Regions from separate parts of the Mus musculus genome. Here region 2 is linked to region 1. A link is a contact called in public HiChIP or PLAC-seq data. All regions are on one chromosome and are shown on one strand. Each heading gives the region's core, a stretch centred on a gene start, on an enhancer-like site or on the middle of the called end of the contact. The rest is flanking DNA. Distances are from core to core; before and after follow the strand shown. Region 1 holds the start of Rrm2b (ribonucleotide reductase M2 B (TP53 inducible)). Region 2 has its middle 23 kb from the start of Gm35167.

What was found. HiChIP or PLAC-seq counts read pairs in DNA pulled down with a chosen protein or histone mark.
Region 2: an H3K4me3 HiChIP or PLAC-seq map of bone marrow-derived macrophages shows a contact between it and region 1, with 5 times the contacts expected there. The contact joins the enhancer-like site here to the promoter of Rrm2b in region 1. A contact is called at or near these places in 3 of 39 promoter capture datasets (the 3T3-L1 cell line, 3T3-L1-derived adipocytes and stem cell-derived epiblast-like cells), 2 of 484 Hi-C or Micro-C datasets (the N1E-115 cell line and the NIH/3T3 cell line), 3 of 115 datasets of contacts at active chromatin or transcription factors (bone marrow-derived macrophages, embryonic stem cells and pancreatic cancer cells) and 3 of 9 other capture datasets (adipose tissue, liver and pancreatic islet).

The regions. Positions count from the first base shown.
Region 1 is chr15:37,959,269-37,962,484 of GRCm38.p6, forward strand. Rrm2b (ribonucleotide reductase M2 B (TP53 inducible)) reads right to left here and starts at 1,787. Exons shown (of 9, transcript NM_199476.1): 1 at 1,576-1,787. The coding sequence starts at 1,623. Gm49085 (a long non-coding RNA gene) reads left to right here and starts at 1,890. Exons shown (of 2, transcript XR_003951596.1): 1 at 1,890-2,273.
Region 2 is chr15:38,174,898-38,178,113 of GRCm38.p6, forward strand. No RefSeq gene overlaps it. Among named protein-coding and RNA genes, the nearest start is that of Gm35167, 23 kb to the right of the region's middle. Within about 2 kb of position 1,739, at least 49 of the 459 cell types and tissues checked have an H3K27ac peak or open chromatin away from gene starts, as enhancers often do. A contact at or near this core is called in the N1E-115 cell line and the NIH/3T3 cell line, where this site is marked.

The DNA of each region.
Region 1 (3,216 bases), core at 537-3,036:
GTGTGTGTGTGTGTGTGTGTGTACCATTTCATTCCTGTATCAATCAACAAATCTGAAAAAGCTGGTGGAACACTGTACTAGAAGCAACAACTTGGAAAGTTGAACCTAGTTCTAGTAATGAGTCTTAGGAACGCCATTCTGGCTTAAGTGTTCGAATATCGGAAAAAAATCTACATGTTAGGAGACTAATAAACCTCATTTATTTCCCTTTAAGATGGCCCTTAAATCAACTGTGCTAAGATCACCTGAAGTGCCTGTTACAAAGGCAGGTTGTAGGCTTGGTAATTTAGTTTTTATTAATCACTCCACATGCTTCTGATACAAATAGCCCGCACTGCCCTATCATATCCAAAATAAAAATAAAAAACTAAAAAACAAAGTGCTTACGATATCCCGAATCTCAAAAACTCTTGGATTCGTTAAAAAAAAAAAAAAAAAAAAAAGTACTCACTAAAATTTATTCTAGGTCTAAACCTTTGCTCTGTCTTTATGAATTAAAAGTAATTTTTTTTTTTAAAAGTTAACTTTCAGGTGTTAAGCCAGAATGATTCCTGGTGTCATTGGCAAACCAGAGAAGTCTAAATATTGCCGGAAAGGAGAAATTGGTGCTGAGTATCTTTGTTTCAAGGGGAAAATTAAGGGATAGACATAATTTATTATTAAACGATTACAGAATAAAAATCAACTTAGAACCTCCATCTTTGTCTAGAAATGCCAGTATAAGCATGAATATATGTGGGCTCAAACTTTTATGGCCCCTTCCAACTTGCCACAGTATTAACTTCAAGACACCACAAAGAGAAACAGGCTCACATACCAAAAAAAAAAAAAAAAAAAAAAAAAAAAGTATTACTTGTATTCCAGATGGTTTAGAATATTTGTCTCCAAAATGTGGAGTTGGAATTACACAGTAACAACTTACATTACTATAAAGCCGTATAATTTTTGTTTGCTCTTATTACATACTTCTTTCTGCTAGCACGGGTTAATTTTAGATTTATTAAACACTTTGCATAAAGCACTTCATTCTTTGTGAAGGAAGAAACACTTCCACTACTGAAATGAAGAGACACCCCGAAGATTCAGTTAGAAGTTCGGTGTGAGGAAAACTGGTCTCCCAGTCTTTTATTCGTTGTAAGGGTTTCTCGTCCTCCCTTCACCTGTCATCTCCTCCCCTCATCCACCTGCATCAGTTTCCACACGAGTTCCTCAACTGCATCTGATGGTTCACCTCTCTTGCGTAGATCCGTCACAGCCCTTTTTCACCCGCCAGGGCTCCCGACAAGAAAAGAAAGACTGGAGAGCAGAGGTTGGAGAACAAGGGGACACGGAGACTTCCTCAGCCGGGACCTGAGTGTTCCTGCTCCGCCCTGAGCAGAGCAGCACAGCGTCCATGCTCGCCCTTCCCGACTCCCCAACACTAGCCTGAGGTGAGGGCGCTTCCTTTCGGCCTGCACAGTGTTTCTGACGGCGACGAATAAAATACTACTCTACAGCGGACCTGCGACTGACTCGCAGCAACCTAAAGTCCGGGCGTGACCCAGGGGTGGAGGATGAAGCGACTGCGACATTTACCTCACCCTTCTCCGGCCTGGCCGCTTCCGGCCTTTCCGGGTCGCCCATCGCGCAGACTCCACCAGAGCCACCCGAGCTGAGGAACTGAGCGCGGCCGACCAAATCCTAGTAGGATCAGATCGTCCTGTGCGAACCTCCTCCTGCTCCGGGCACGCCTTGCCGCGCCGGTCCTGGGTTCTAGCCGGCCCATTGAGGGGCCTTCTCTGCGGTGGCTCCGCCCAGGCACGCTACTCTCGGCGCCTGAAAGATCCGCCTTTCCTGCCGGCCCCGCCCCACTGCCTAGAGATCCGCCTACCTCAGCCGGCTCCACCCAGCGTCTCAGAGATCCGCCTACCTCAGCCGGCCCCGGCCCGCCCCGCCAGAGATCCGCCTACCTCAGCTGGCCCCGCCCCTCGCCGCCGAACTCTGCTTCCTCGGCTGGCCCGCTTCTCTTCACTGAGCAGGGTCCCCACTCCGGCGACGGCTGCGTAAGTTCAGTCCGCAGTACCAGAGCACTTCAAGCCTGTTCTTTAGCGTCGCATGACCCCGCCCACTCTTGCTCCCCCAGCTTCCGCGCTGTTGCCCAGCCTGTCATCTGCTCTGAATTCTAGAGCGTCTACTGGAATTTGCAGTCTGCCTACTTGTGCCAGACTACCTGGTACACGAGGTGACTGGCACGCCGGGACATTCCCTAGCCCTCGTGGTGCCCCAGCGACACGGTAGGTTGCACCCAGTCAGTCCAAGAGACTGCCAGAGTGGCTGTAGAGCTGCCCACTGGATGGGATGTGGAAAGCAGGGTGGGAGGTCGACACTGTTAAAAACTCCAAGGAGAAAGGAACTCTTGTATTTCAGCAACCAAAAGGAGAAACTGGAGGGGGAAAGTGTGTGCGTGAATGGAGCTTGAGAATGAGTAGGAAAAATAGCTAAATCCTGGGAAATACCTTGAAGTCTTTGTGATTGTTTAACTGAGTAATATTTATTGAACTTTCACAACCTGATAGGTTCTATTCTGCTAAGCCCTTTATGTGAATTAATCTTTGAGATATTTCCCTGTAGTCGATACTGCAATTTTCATGTTCCAGATTAAACTGAACCCGAAGATAAATAGCCAAGATTAAGCAACCAAAATACGGTAGACTCCAATATCCTTGCTACGGATACTTTTCAAAGCAAAGGTTAAAGTTGTAAAGAGATTCAACACTTTTGTATTGCAAGGGCCAAAGACAGTGAATAATGATGGTGGCAATACTCTTGGTTGAATTGCTTCTATGTTTTCAGCATATGGTACATATATGGTAGTACGACAGAAAAATATAATGAGCGGGATGGGACTGTAGCTCATTAGGTGATGATGTACAAGGCCTTGGGTTCAATCCCCAGCACTACCCCTTCTTGTATACAAACACAAATAAGATATACAAATTAAATAATAATATGGTGAAAGAAGAGTTGAGTATGGTATTGAACACCTCTGATCCCAGCATCTTGGATAGGAGCAGGAGGATCGTGAAACCAAGGTCGTCTTGGGCTAGATGGGAAGATCCAGTCTCAAAGCCAAAAACCAAAAACGTGAAAAAGAAGTAAGAGATTTTCAGTAGATTCTGGAAAGAGCCTTGTTATGACTTCAACATCTGGCAACTGCTTGGTGGTTAGCCTCTAAAA
Region 2 (3,216 bases), core at 489-2,988, 220 kb after region 1:
CACACACACAGAGAGAGAGAGAGAGGGTAGGGTAGGGTAGTCAATTTCAAAGGCCATGTTTTTGTTTACCTTTGAAAGTAACTTATTTTTTGATATAAAGAAGTTCTTATCTTTGTATTCAGTTGTAATATTTGTACCTTAAGGCTTTAAGTTTTTTTCTTAGTATTAATTGAAACTAAGAAAACGTTACACTCATTTTGAGGCAAAGTATCACTCTCTAGACCTGGTTAGCCTGGAACTCTCTGTCCTCTTGCCTCAGTGTCTGACTTCTGAGGTTATAGGCTTCGACACAGCTGGCTCAGAGGCTGACTTCAGTCCTCTTTCCCTTTCCCAATGACAAACTTAGCAAGTGTTCCTTCAACCGACTATTTAAGCCTGTGTCTGCAAGCTTAGCCCTGAACAGGACACGGCATAGCTCTTATTACGTGTGAGTATTGAGGACATCATTCTGTCATTTGCTTCCTTCATTCAGATGATAATTTTGAAATTTGCAGTGCATGCTTTGTGAGCTAGGGATACAGATGGCTCAGCTCCTACCCAACTTGGTGAAGCTCACTTCATTCCCAAAACTTAAAAAAAAAAAAAAAAAAAAAAAAAAAAGAGTACTTTTGTGCTTGCTACTTTGTACTTTAACGTTCAAAGGATCCCGTTCCTTCATCATTAACAGATACCCAGATTGTTTTAATTGATTTTATAGACAATGTGGCAAAGCAGTTCCTTGCACAGTCCTCTTGTGAGAGCATCTTTCTAGAGTTCAGAAGGGGAAGTGCTGGCCTATAGGGTATATACACTACCACCACTGTTACATGCTGTCAACAGAGTCTCCACAGTGGACGGTGATAATGTCCTCCCTTCTAGTAGCATCCAGGGTTGACTGAATTCTTTTCCCCTGGAGTCTGATAAAAAGATACCTGGTCTGGGACGTGAAAATGGCCCAGAGGGTTCAAACACACAAGCTTCGTGACCTGGATTTGAAAAGGCAGATACAGTGGTTTACATATGTAGTCCCAGAAATCCAACAGTGAGGTAGGAGAGGGGTAGATAGGAGAATCATAAAGACAGAAACCGTAAGTCAACAAGGAGGCAGGCGAAATCCACTAAAAGGTTGTTCGATGGCTTCTCCATATATACCATGGCACAAGTGCACTCTCTCTCTCTCTCTCTCTCTCTCTCTCTCTCTCTCTCTCTCTCAGTGCTTTTTATTTGACTCTTCCACTCCTTTCTCTTGACCCCTCTCTCTCAATCCCTAGTTCTTCTCCAAATTATGTAAAACCCATTTTTTAGGGTAGATTCCTCGCCTCATAATACACATAATGAACCTTGACTAATATGCATGTTGAGATCATTCACTATATAAAAATGACAAGGCCTCAAAGAATGAAAAAAAAAAAGCACAGTTTTTTAAAAAAGTGTCTGGAGAAAGGGATGGCAGTGTTCACAGCGCTGACTTTACATCTGAGGCCCCGAGGCTGGCTCTGCGTCACCTGTTTCCCTTCCTTCCTCCATCCCTTCCTCAGATCATTTCTTTGCCTACACACCCATTTCCCTCTTTCCCTCCAGATTAGAGACTATATATAAGCGTTGTCTCACTCACTTTCACATTCTTCTCTGCCAAAAGGAAGTGTCAGCCCAGCGCCAGAATTCCCAGAGGGAGCAATTAGTTCAGGCTGGCTGGGAGAGCCAGTCTTGGGGGAGGTGCTGGTACTTGTCTGGTGCCTAGATGACACAACAGGAAGCTAAGGAACAAGCTACAACAGGCAACATTAATCTGCAGTGTGTGCCAAGCACGGGGCTAAGAGCTGTGTGTGTCAACTCACTCATCCCTCCATCAGCTGTGTGAAGCAAGGGGTAATAGATGTTCATTTCGCAGGTGGGGAGGCTGGGAATGAGCAACTAGAAAGCCTATTTATTGCCAGGATCCCCTCTAACATGTTATGTTAATAAGTAAGGGGTAGATAAGGTCAAGGTTGGTCTGGTCTAGAATTTCAGTGTTTAAGGAATTATTCTTAAAAATGGTAACTTCCAAACCTCATATGGTTCTTGAATACAAAAAGGAAAAAAAGGAAAGTGAGAGGAATTTGTGTGTGTGTGTGTGTGTGTGTGTGTGTGTGTGTGTGTGTGGTCTGCTGTCCTCCTGAAGGGCTAAGCAGAGATGGGGCAAAAAGGTTCCGCAAGGATCTGGTCTGGTTTGGAAAACCAGAAGTGTTACAGTTCTTAGAAAGGAATCCAGGTTTGTGCAGCCAGCATGGGGCAGGTAGCCGAGGTCCTGGGTCTCTGTCAGCTACTGTGACAGTGACCCCAGCAGGAGCAGAGATGGCAGAGGCAGGGTGAAGCAGGAGGGTAAGGTCCAAGGTCCAGCAAGGAATCCTTGAGGAGAGAAAACTCTTCCCCAAGTGTTACAGCTCAGTAAAACAGCCACTCTCAGCGATGCTCGATGCCGCTCTCAGCGATGCTCGATGCTTGTGAAATAACTTGAGAGCTTTATTCCATGTGGACAAGGCCTATGTAAACAATGAGGGGAGGGGTGGGATTTAGGGGTAGTGGTTCCCATTGGCTCAGTTTAACGTATTAGGATGCCCTATTTGCATAGGGAAGGACTCCGGGTGTTTGCTTACTGACTGACTGCCCAAGGTCCTCTCAGTGGGTTGGCGTGGCTAAGTGTTGCAGAGCAGGTACAGAACCGGGCAGAGAACAGCCCCACTCCTGCAGGTCTCATCCCTGAGATTCCTGGTATTTGAGTTCTTCTGGCTGCTGGCACGGCTCTGCTCGCTTGCCTTCTGTGCGCACGCGTGTGCGTGTGCGAGTGCGTGTGCGTGTGTGTGTGTTAGGGATGATACTGGTGAGCTTTGTATAACTTGGTTTTTCTCCTGAGGAAAGAGAAGCAGGAAGTGAGAAGGAAGGAAGATTGGAGGAGGTTGCATAACCAGCACAGGGCAGCTGAAGTGGCTAAGGGATGTCTCCAAAATATGAACAAGAAACCTCTAGAGAACAGCAGTGTTCACTTTGAAATCACCTGCTTTTTCTTCCATGCAAATGTCTCTATCTTCCTGAATCTTAGCAAACACCAAGTCTGCTCTACACACAAAGGAGGATCAGTGTGAATTCATAGAAAAGAAGAAAATGGCTCAGTCTGGCATTTGGCTTTCAGTTCAGTTTCATACACACACACACACACACACACACACACACACACTGGAGACAGAGTCTCACGTGAGC